Regions from separate parts of the Bombyx mori genome. Here region 1 is linked to region 2. The links are chromatin contacts, called in public Hi-C maps. All regions are on one chromosome and are shown on one strand. The core of a region is the stretch at or near the end of the contact, and the rest is flanking DNA. Distances in the headings are between cores, read along the strand shown. Region 1 holds the start of LOC101745249 (potential E3 ubiquitin-protein ligase ariadne-2). Region 2 holds the start of Ck2a (casein kinase 2 alpha subunit).

Region 1 (5,458 bases), core at 2,418-4,917, 320 kb before region 2:
AACGGAGAGGTATTAGAATTTATGTGCGACAATATTTTTACAAATTATCTGTAAGTTTGAAGGGTGGGGCAGCCGTTGTAGCTATACTTGAGACCTTAGAACTTATATCTCAAGGTGGGTGGCGCATTTGCGTTGTGGATGTCTAAGGGCTCCAGTAACCACTTAACATCAGGTGGGCTGTGAGCTCGTCCACCCATCTAAGCAATAAAAAAAAAATGTAAATTTATGCATATTGGTCTGGCTTCTTTATTTAGAAATATTTTTAATTTATCAAAGTTCTATGCATTATTTAAAAAACTTTTTGGTTCCAGCTTCTTCCATGAACTAGTATGAAAAGTAATAGATCATTTCTCCAATGTTTTCAAAATTTAAGTTTTAAAAATCTTTATTATTCCCAAAAAACCATTAACTGTCAAATAAATTGCTTACCTGAGCATGTTGGCTATCAGTAGTCAAATTTGGGTCTTCCTTATACCGACTACATTCATAGTATTCAGATCCATGAGCTTTCCAATCTCCCAAACAAACCCAACAGAAATCATGTCTGCACGATCCGCACTGCATATGATTGCACCCCCCATTTTTCTCAATGCAAATTTGACATTTAGGACAATCCTAAACATAGTAATGATTTATTTAAGCACATTTCCTTATTCTTAGTAATCAATAAGCTGATGAATTTCAGCAATGCTAAGGATACTATAAAGTTCTGTTATATTTTATTGCATGGATAGATCAGAGTTCTTGGCCCATCTAGAGATAAATGGTTTACAAAGTCCATTAACACTACACAATGTATATTCTGCTACCCAACATAGGATGGATGCATGGATACAAAAGGCCAAAGTGTCAATTGTTTTCTATTTTGACTATTCCATTCAAACTGGAACGCATAATTGTTTCATTGCAGAAATATGCAGCATGATGTTACATACTCATACGAGCTTACAACACACCCTACCTGATAATAAAAAACTAGAGATTTCAAGCTATACCTATATGAGAACATAAATATCAATTGAAGTCTTCTTTTGTATGAACTCAAACAGAAACCGCTGGTGTCTGGAAGTACTCAGTTAGTCAAATATTATTTGCATATGGCAAATTTTCTTAATCTCTTGCTTAATCTCTAAAATTTCCATACCTTAGTGTGGGCACTAATATAGTTTGCAGTTTCAGAGTCATCAGCACATTTGGTTAACCATTGTCGAATTGTAGCACAGTCAGTAGGAGCATGATGAGGAGCCCCGCATGAGAAGCATGTCAATGATTCACAACCTTTGCATTCAACACGGCGTGCTCCTTCACGAATGAATGCTCGAAAAATCCACTAAATGTAAAAATCAAATGTTTTATTGTATTATTTTTGTTGAGAGATATTCATTAATTTTTTTTTTATTTCAATCTTTCTTGGGCCAAATTCATTTCAATTAGGATACTAAAAATAGAAAGCAAGTTAGATTTTTATTGTTTTGTATTATAAAATGCTCAAATAATATTAATAATATAAAAACTGTATTGTAATTTGTGATTTTGAGTACTTGTATTGTTTTACATTATTAGAAGGTTTTTTTGTATTAATTTTGGATTACTTTTTATCATTCCAATTAATCAATGAGATACGTAGTCCAAAAAATTTGATTTATAAAAAAATGTTGTCCACAAAATTCCAATGATTTCAATAAAATAATGGAACAAACCTGACAGTTAGGACCAGGGCAGAATCTAAGTTGTGGGTGAGATTTAACATGATCTTTAAACATGAATTGTTGGTATCGGTCCCTTAATGCTGGTTTAGTAACATGTGACAGAACAAAATCCTCTGGCGCTCTGACCTCACAGTTTTGAGCCATGCAGCGTATTGTATTTGAGACTCCTAAAATTTAAAATGGAGTACAAAAAAATTAGTTATTTTATATTTTTCGTTTATTATTTCAAAATCCCAAGTACTATAAAATTAGATGTCATTTGTAACACTGCAACATTCTTTGAAATGAATGACATAAGGATGATCTTGCATATGGTAGGTGAAATTATCCAGTAGACCGTCAGTCAAAATATTATTGTCTAGAATTTGTACATATTGATGCTTGAAAGGCAAACATGACTAAGCAACATTAACTGCTTTGTACATAAATGATAGGCAATAACCATATTCGAAGCGCAAAAAAAATATATCTCTAGGTCTATTAAAATCATTTCAATCCTACAGCTACTAGCTAGATTCGTTAAAATAAATTTTGTTTTGAGGTATTTCAACTTTAAATTAGTCTACTGTAAAGTTCACGCATTGTTGCTTAGTCACGTTTGCCTTTCAAGCGTGGTTAAGTAAGATTTTCTTGAAAATTTTGTAAGTAAGATTCAGGCATCTGTCAAATATGTTATGTTCTAGGATTACTATCCTCTACAATCCCTTAAAAATAAACATTTTAAAACAGATTTTAGCTATATCTTAAAACTCACCTTGCATTATTTGAACTTCAAAATGCATTGCCCAACAGTCGTTGCAAAAATAATGTCCACATGCTAGTGCACTATACTTGTGCAGTTGAGGTGTGCTGGCACAAACAGCACAACTTGATCTGCTTGATATACTTTGTGAAGGCACTTGTGGCTTCACCCTACTGAAAACCAACACTTCATTTGCATTTTCTTTATATTTGTTAATTATTTCTTGAGCATTCCATTCATATGCATGTAGTGCTACCTGAAAATCAGCATATTTGTTACAATTTTGTATCATAGAAACCCTTAAAATGGATTAATCAAAATCAGTAACTTTAGGAAATTTTCAAGGTACCTACGCAATAAAATCACAGCAGGGGGTATAATATAATGTGGTCTAATATTCGTTCAATTGTCAAGGTTGGTTTGGTAGTGAAAATAACCACTTTATGAACTATGACTTTGTGTACATGATGAGTAACAATTATTCTCGTTTTATATATGTAAAGAATGCTTTACACTGAAATTGGGAATACCTTGGCGAGTGATGGTGTTATCTGAAGGCTGTTACTAAGTAATTCAATAGATTCGTTGAGTAATTTTTCCACTTCTTCAACTTTCAGACAAGAAAACACAAAATACTCAGGATCTGACTTAGTGCGATCGGCTACTTCCATATCACAATCTTCGTGTTCACCGTAGTAATCATAATCATCGCCGTCATTGTCAGAATATTCCATATCAGACTCCGCAGACATTTTGTAGTTTGGTTCTTACGATGTTTTTTTACTACGAAATAATGTGTTTTGGTCTTCTACCTTTAAAAACACTATAACACACTATATATAGTATGTATTCGTATTTGTATCATACAAGTACACTCTACGAATTACGAATTGAATTGATCTTCCACTTGTCAAAATGATGAACAATACTTTATAAGGAACTAGATACAAACAAACTAATTATTCTCAAGTAGGTACCTGATTTTTTTTCACAAATAAAATTTTGTGTTAGACCATAAATTAATGATCTAAGGTTTAAAATTAATAGCGGTTTGACTTCATTATTCTAGATGTTTTAATATTGAAATAGTTATGTACAGTAAAATTAGGTACTATAAGCATTTCCTGTTTTGTGTAAAACCTATTTTATTTTTGCTAACTGCGATTTAAAGACTGTAATTACTAGTCTAAGTATATATCCATATAATGTACTTTACTTAACACTGCGTTTTATATAACAATCGTATTATTTATGATTCTGCGCAAGGAATAACTAGTGTGCTCTGAACATAAGCACTCCAGATTTTTGTATTTTGGTATTTGTCCCAATAAGTAAATCTAATACAGAGAGAAACATTACGTCAATTAATTTTGTGATATTCCTTGGAAATAGTACTTTAAATTGGTTGATAACGGATCCCACCAGGTTCTTCTTTGGTCTGACAACGTTCATGCAAAATGTAATCAACCGGTCCGACCTCCAAATATTAGTATAAAAGGGTATCCTGCTGCAAAACGTTGAGCTTGCCAGTGATCTATCGTCAAAACGAAATACAATTTAACCATAGGGCTTTGAAGCTTCTAGCCCCTGAAATCTACTACCCTTGGGTTCAATCTGTTTAGCTTGGTGATAAGTAGGATTTATCGAATCATTGTCGCTCATTGACAGAATTTTTATTAAGCACTTAGTACCTTTGACTTCAACTAGAACTAGTCTTTAAGCTAGGCTCTACAAACCTCTTTGCAATACATTTAATACGTTCAAACACTCGAAAAAAACAGCAGGAAAATTCAGTTTAGATCATGTTGGTATTTGACAAAAATGAAGAGTTTGTTTGTATGTTTGTTTGGTTGAACACTCTAATCTCAGGAACTCCTGGTCCGATTTGAACAAGTCTTTCAGTGTTAGATAGCCAATTATTGATGAAAGCTATAGGTTAAATAACATCACGCTAAGACCAATTCGAGCGGAGCACTAACAAAGTATGTTTAAAAAACGGTTTCTTTTTTCTTTTGAGGGCTTCCGCTGCGTGCGCTGCGGAAACGGTTAAAGTTTCGCTCAAATAATGTAGTACAAAATTGTTCCCTTTTAAAAGTCCTAACAAGAAAGTCCGCGACAGCATATGTCTATATTTTAAGGTTGGCTCAATATAACCTTTTTATATATCTCATTTGAAGTTGGTTAAAAAGCGTGATTTTGGTACCTTAAATAGCTCATTAACATTCTATTATTCAAAAATATTTTCATCTTCAACGTACATGAAGTCGCGGGTAAAATTTTGCGTTACCCCAAAGTGGCCCAAAGTAACTTCCACGCGGACGAAGTCACGGGCAAAAGCTAGTTATCAATATAGTCGAAGTCAGTTAAATATGTATTATTAAGCATAACTTAAAAACATCCGGTTAGATATTGGTAAAATTTAAATGGAACCACATAAAAATCATTAGATTTTAAATAAAAAAGTATCTTAACAGTTTAAAGTATCATTAAAATCGGTTCACCTAGCGAAACGTTTTGTGGTAGCGTTTACAGTTAAAAAATAATCTGAGAACATCCCCCTTATTTGAAATCGATTATAAGAGAAAACATTGGTAGCTGTTTTGCGACAATACAAAAAAAGATGAACTCAAGCAAAGTAACATTTCCAGAAGGATCCGCATAGAAATACTAATGAAGTCCACAAGCTCTTTTTTGAAGCAATATTCTATCTTGTACAGACTGGATAGAACTGCGATGCTTATTGACAAGAGTCAAGAATCAAAAGCAAGAGCCTTTGAACTTGATGGTGGACTTAGGACCACATGTCGACTAAAGATTGTGCCAAACAAGAACATCGACTAAAGTAAACAGCTGTTTACACTAAATTTTGACAACAAAAAATGTCAATCAACCTTTGTCATCCAACAAAGGTCACCTTGGGCAAGAACAAGATTTAAATTTTTTCAATCTGGATGAGAAGCGGTACGTAAAATTTAAATAAAAAGAACTTATATATTTACACAAATGT
Region 2 (5,715 bases), core at 914-3,413:
TAATGCAAACCTGTTTTTACTAGTTTCAAGTAATCCTTATTAAATGTGATAATTTAATAATATCTTATGTGCAATATACATATTTTTGGAGTGCGTGTAGTTTTTAATGTTCCAATTGTGAAAATGTATTGTAAACTGGATACAAAATCACAACAATTTATAAGTGCCTGTGTAGGCCTACTTGAATAAAAACTGATCTTTTTTATTAAATGTTGAATAAAGAGATAATTTATAATGGGTTCAGCTGCATTTATTTTTATTTTATACTTATATAATAGGTAAATAATAACCCCAGTACAAAAGGTTTCAATAACCTTTAATATTTAAATTAGTATAATTAAAATCAATATAATTTTTTACATATTAACTAACCTTATATCATAATCTGACAATGTCGAATATAGCTGTTTAAAGTCAGTATTGTTCACATGTTCAAATATAAGTGCAGGTGTACGCGAGACAGGGTCTTTGACTACAGCTTGTAAAGATATTATATTAGTGCCTCCTCTTAAGTTTTCTAAAATTTTTATTTCTCTTTTAATTTTCTTCTTTTTTACAGGCTGAAACAATGGAGACATGAGTAATTAATTTTATGATTGGCTTAGATGAGCAGATAGACCTCATGGTCTCCCTGATGTTAAAGAGTTACTTGAATCTACTTTTAAAAATGAGCTCTAGATCTTTATTGCAGTGGAATTTTAATTACTTCACAAAAAAAGTATAATTAATGGATTTCATTATTAAGTTAATTACAATGCAAATAAACTAATAAATCTAAAATTTACATGCTCCCAATTTGATATAATTTAATCTGTTAGGTAAATTAACATTTTAAGTGACTGCGCTTAGTCTGCTCTCTCAAGCCTGCCAAATAACTATATGGAAAAATCCTTTCAATTAAATGGGACTAGACATTAAAATGTTGAATTGAACTCAAAAAAGCAGACCCATATGTCAAGTAGGAAAGAGAGAAAAATAGTTTAGTTATCAAATCCAACTTTCAAATGTTAAAAATGTATTTGATACAAATAATCTATGCTAATGAAATATGTTACTTAATTTCTCATTAATTTACTATTTAAACTTCACCTTGCAGTTTGATTTCACCTTGATCTCTAGATCGCTATTACAATTTGTTCCAGGCATTATTACAAAGTGAAAATACCCTATCTGCTACTGCAGTTGAAATTGACGAGAAATAGTAAGGTTTCTAAACAAGTTTAAAATGCTCCATCGACCGAAACTGCTAATAATCACAAAATTAGTATTTACCTTTGTTCTTACATATTAGTTTTTAAGTATAAATATGCAAAAAAGCAATGGTTTCCAAAATAAAATTATAATGTGCTTACCTTTAATATTTTAACTACACATTTTTCATTATTCGTAATATTTATTGCTTCAAATACTTCACTGTATTTCCCGCGACCCAGCTTGCGAACCAACTGATAGTCTTCTTGGTTGCCCCAGTCAACTACATAACTTTCGTAATCCCAATATTCCCTTGGACGTTGTGAGTTCACATCAGCGTAGACCCTCGCTCTACTAGGTACTGCCATCGTACTGTGCCTTTGTAAACCAAAGGTTTTATCTGCGATAGTCTTTCCGGAAATCGCGTACGTCTTGAGTAGCGTTACTGTGAAAAGAAATCATAACTTTTTTCACTAAGCACAAAGTTACACTGTGTTAAATTGTTTTGATATTACAAACAGTATCGTGAGCAGTTGGGTTACAAGTCACTTTTCAATTATAGTATTGTGAAGGATAACCTAAAAACGACATCCAGCTCACTATAACTGAACACTAAAACAGACACGTTTAAAAGTTCATAGTTACTGGATTTCTTAAATTCTCATAATTTCAAATCACATGCACTTGGTATTTCTATTCATAGTATCTGACGCCATGAAATAAAATATGAAAGTGCTTTCAGTAAGAAAAACGCACGCCATTACTTGTCAAATGATCTTATGTTCATTTTTCATCCATACCTAAAACATTACTGTGATTATTCCTACTCTACACTATATAACAGTTTCAGAATCCATAGAACTTTTTTGATACTAATAATTAAAGTTAAAACTAAATTAAATAATTCACTTTTTTTTCAACGAAACCGGCTCAAACCCAGCAAAACTTCAAGATGGACGCCCACCTATCCCTATCCATCCATCTGCCTACTCTACTCTACAAACGAACGCGACAGTGCTGCCAGCCCAACGTCCGTCTGTCTAACAGTACAGATGCTCATTAATGTGGTATTTATAGCTTAATAATTACCTACGTATTTTGCTTTTGGCCGTACTTAAATTATAGAAATCATATTGAACGCTGGACTTTATGTAATATATACTAAAGAAACTAAGAATATGAAACAAAACTTAATTTATTTATTATTAATATATTTATTATTGTCATTTAAGATATTAATTAAAAAAATTGACTAAACTTTTAGATGTACTTGCCTTGTTCTTTATTGCTGTAGCAGGACAAATAAGTTCAGGGCCCACTTAATCAATAAGTGGTTTCCGGACAAGCAAGCTTTTTGATGAACACATTTAAGATAGTCTATTTACTATTTTGCTGTGTCTTTCAGAAGCTCAACTCTTAGTATTATCAGCGATGCCTTTAGTAATCGAGCCTAGATTTCACATGTCCGTACATTCAGACCACGATGGCATCGTTTCCCTTTTCTCTTGGTCATAATTATCTAACTCAATTAACCTATTGGTGAAAGGATGTCTTATGTAGTCACATGATAGGATATCGCCACCCTACCTATTTCTGACGCGAAACAAGAATGCTTTCCAGTCTGATGTGTGCTACAGCCGTTATACATTGATAATAATTAGACTACATATCTCAGACCGGATGGCCTTTTCGCTATGATGTCTATGGGATCCAGTAACCACTAAACAACAGATGAGCTATGAGTTCGTTCTTTAAAACCAAAAAATATATATTATTTTCAATGTATGCTCTAGACTTAGACAGATTCTTAGCATGTGTTTTTTAAACAAGTAAATTATCGCGAGTTTGTGTCTACGATTTTGTACTCCAATGAAAATTGGAAATTTAGATTAAACAAAAATTTTAAGAGTTTGGCTATGTCTTAAGTTTTAGTAAACTATTTGTTGCCTTAGTTGAAGTTCGTGTAATTTCCCGCCATTTTTTAAAAAGGATAGCAAAATGTTATCTACCTATTTAAATCTAAAATCGACTATGAGGTCGTGTTACCAAAGGCTGCGACACAAACTTACAATAAAATCAAACTGTGAGAATAGTATGAAAAGTAGAAACAAAGCTTAAAACCTTAGAGCATACGATAGAGTAGAAAGATGTATTAAAATTGACTGTGAAATGAAGTTTAAAACCTCCGGAGCTGATTTAATGGGTAGTCAAATTAGCATTGTTTCTCGTTGAAATAAAACAATTGCCACAAACAACATTCGTACTCCATTTCGTAACATAACAACAGATGACAGCACTTTTAAAGAGTAAACTTGTCTGACGGCGGGGATTTTTTTTCCCTACTTATGCTGATAGCCTTGAGAGGCTATTTCAGCTTCGCCCTAACGTTTGTAGGTGAGCTCGCGGGGCTCAACCGGAGAGTTGCTAACACTGACCCTAGCAAGAGCAGTGCTTCGCAGAATCTACCACCGGATCGGAAACGCGACCCACTGAGAAGATCCGGCGAGAAACTCAGTGGGCTGTATCTATGGGTTAGTTCGCTCGTCGAGCCCTTCGTCGCAAGCGACGGGTTCGACGAGGACGGCGACCGGTGCTTGTGGTGCCTAAAAGCACCGTTAATGGATCAGGAGGATCCGTAATGACGTGCTTTGGGCGACGTCGACGGTTTACCATTCGGTCTACTGGGTCGGGTATGTAGTTTCCAGCGGCTACGATGAGAGGGTTCTCACGTCGTGCCGCCTTCTCAAAACGGCGCAGCGATGCCGACTGTAGATACTTACTAAATGAGTCGAGCTCCAGGTCATCGTGGAGATCCACGTTCATAAGGAACCATGGCGCTCCGAGGGCTATTCTGCAGAATCGGGATTGAATAACCTGAAGGGATTTCAAGTGGTTGCGGGCTGCGTGAGCGAACACTACGCTTGCATACGTCATAACGGGGCGTATACAAGTTTTGTAGAGAGTTACCTTATTGCGGAGGGACAGTTTGCTTCGACTACAAAGCATTAGGTAGAGTCGTCCTAGTATAAACGCGGCGCTATCGCGTACCGTTTTTATGTGGGGAACGGCGGGGAATTCACTGTGAATGAATGCAGTAGTTTCAGCTATGTAGTTATAAAGATAAACTCTATGACGGTCGCGCCTGGCGCGATGGTAAGATAGAATTATAGAGATCATCTCGACTAATGCTTCAGAGCACTGCTCCAAAGCATTGGTATAAAGCACAAAGAGAATCTAATTTCTATCGTAGAACCAGAAGTTTCAAATAATCCCAGGGAATGTAAGAGAATTGGTAACTGAACCCCATTAGAATGGGATTGGTACAAGCAGACTGCTTGAAGCAGTCACAAAAATGAAGGAGACATGCGACATGTGCGGTTGATCTTAGAATTATGAACGATTTGAAGTTTCAGCTTTTTTTTTAATCTAAATCATAACTAGATAATTTATGAAATACCCACACCCATAGAGCAAACGGGATTAGGAAAATCGAATAAAATTGCTAAGGTTCTTTTGCAAATTTTGTGTATTTTTTATATTAATAAATTCAAATAGTAATGAACCTGGAAAAATAATTAACGATTTATTAAGCTGCTGTGGAGTAGGTAGTTTTATATGAAACTTACATTAAATAACTCACATTAATGTGAAGTGCGTAAAGAAATGCTATCTAATATATTTTAAATTATAATTAATAGTTATTAAATTAACATGTCCAGGGCTTTTAATTGTATGCTTTACACAGGTGAAACACTGACACTATCAATTTTGTACATTTCGCAATAAAGATAGAGTTCCATTCTTATAAGACAACATCGTACAGTATGCTTAGTGGGAGTTTTTTAACGTTCTCGATAGCGCAAAAGTTAACTCATGTTTGTATGGAGTTGGAAAACACTGCTCTCTTAATCTCAAATCAACAGTGTGGCCTGTCGATTTAAGACCTCTTTCTTGACTTCGCACGAAATATGTTCTATTGTGTTTAGATTTGGGCTGTTAACTGACCAAACTAACACAGAAAGTAATTTCGATGTGAGAAATTCCATAGCGATGCGTGCAGTATGCATTGGATCATTGTTGTGCTGGAAAATCCAAATAACCGGAAACACGTCTTCGGCATAAGGTAACGTTGTTTCTTCCACTATATTTTTATATTGGAATTGATCCATGTTTCCATCATTAGCTTAACAGGTCCAATATCATGTCCAGAAAAGCACCCCCAACACATTGCCCGAATCATGTTTTAATTTAAATTTTGTGTACTTGGTTTGAATGCTTTATTCGGAGGAAGTCGTACATACCGTTTTCCATCAAAACATACCCTTTTTATTGTTGTCTCCTCAGAAAAAATAACATTTCCCACTGTCTAACAGTCCAGTTTCCACAGCATCTTGCAATTGCAAGCCGGGCTCACCTATGGCTTCGTTTCAAGATGGGCACCTTCTTTTTTCCTTCCGTGCAACTTATATTCTACTAAACACCTTCGAACAGTGCGTGCCGATATTGATAAAGGGTTGTTATCAC

What was found. Hi-C and Micro-C count contacts between places; a contact is called where the count stands out from the background.
Region 1: a contact with region 2 is called in a Hi-C map of middle silk gland, with 2.2 times the contacts expected there. The contact joins the promoter of LOC101745249 here to the promoter of Ck2a in region 2. A contact is called at or near these places in 2 of 7 Hi-C or Micro-C datasets (middle silk gland and whole pupa).

Annotation. Positions count from the first base shown.
Region 1 is chr5:10,060,669-10,066,126 of ASM3026992v2, reverse strand. It overlaps LOC101745249 (potential E3 ubiquitin-protein ligase ariadne-2), which reads right to left and starts at 3,667. Exons shown (of 8, transcript XM_038011197.2): 1 at 2,982-3,667; 2 at 2,464-2,707; 3 at 1,701-1,876; 4 at 1,145-1,330; 5 at 430-615. The coding sequence starts at 3,203. LOC101745490 (ATP-dependent 6-phosphofructokinase) reads left to right here and starts at 5,105. Exons shown (of 16, transcript XM_062668696.1): 1 at 5,105-5,412.
Region 2 is chr5:9,739,354-9,745,068 of ASM3026992v2, reverse strand. Ck2a (casein kinase 2 alpha subunit) reads right to left here and starts at 2,163. Exons shown (of 7, transcript NM_001043491.2): 1 at 1,992-2,163; 2 at 1,353-1,636; 3 at 373-560. The coding sequence starts at 1,559.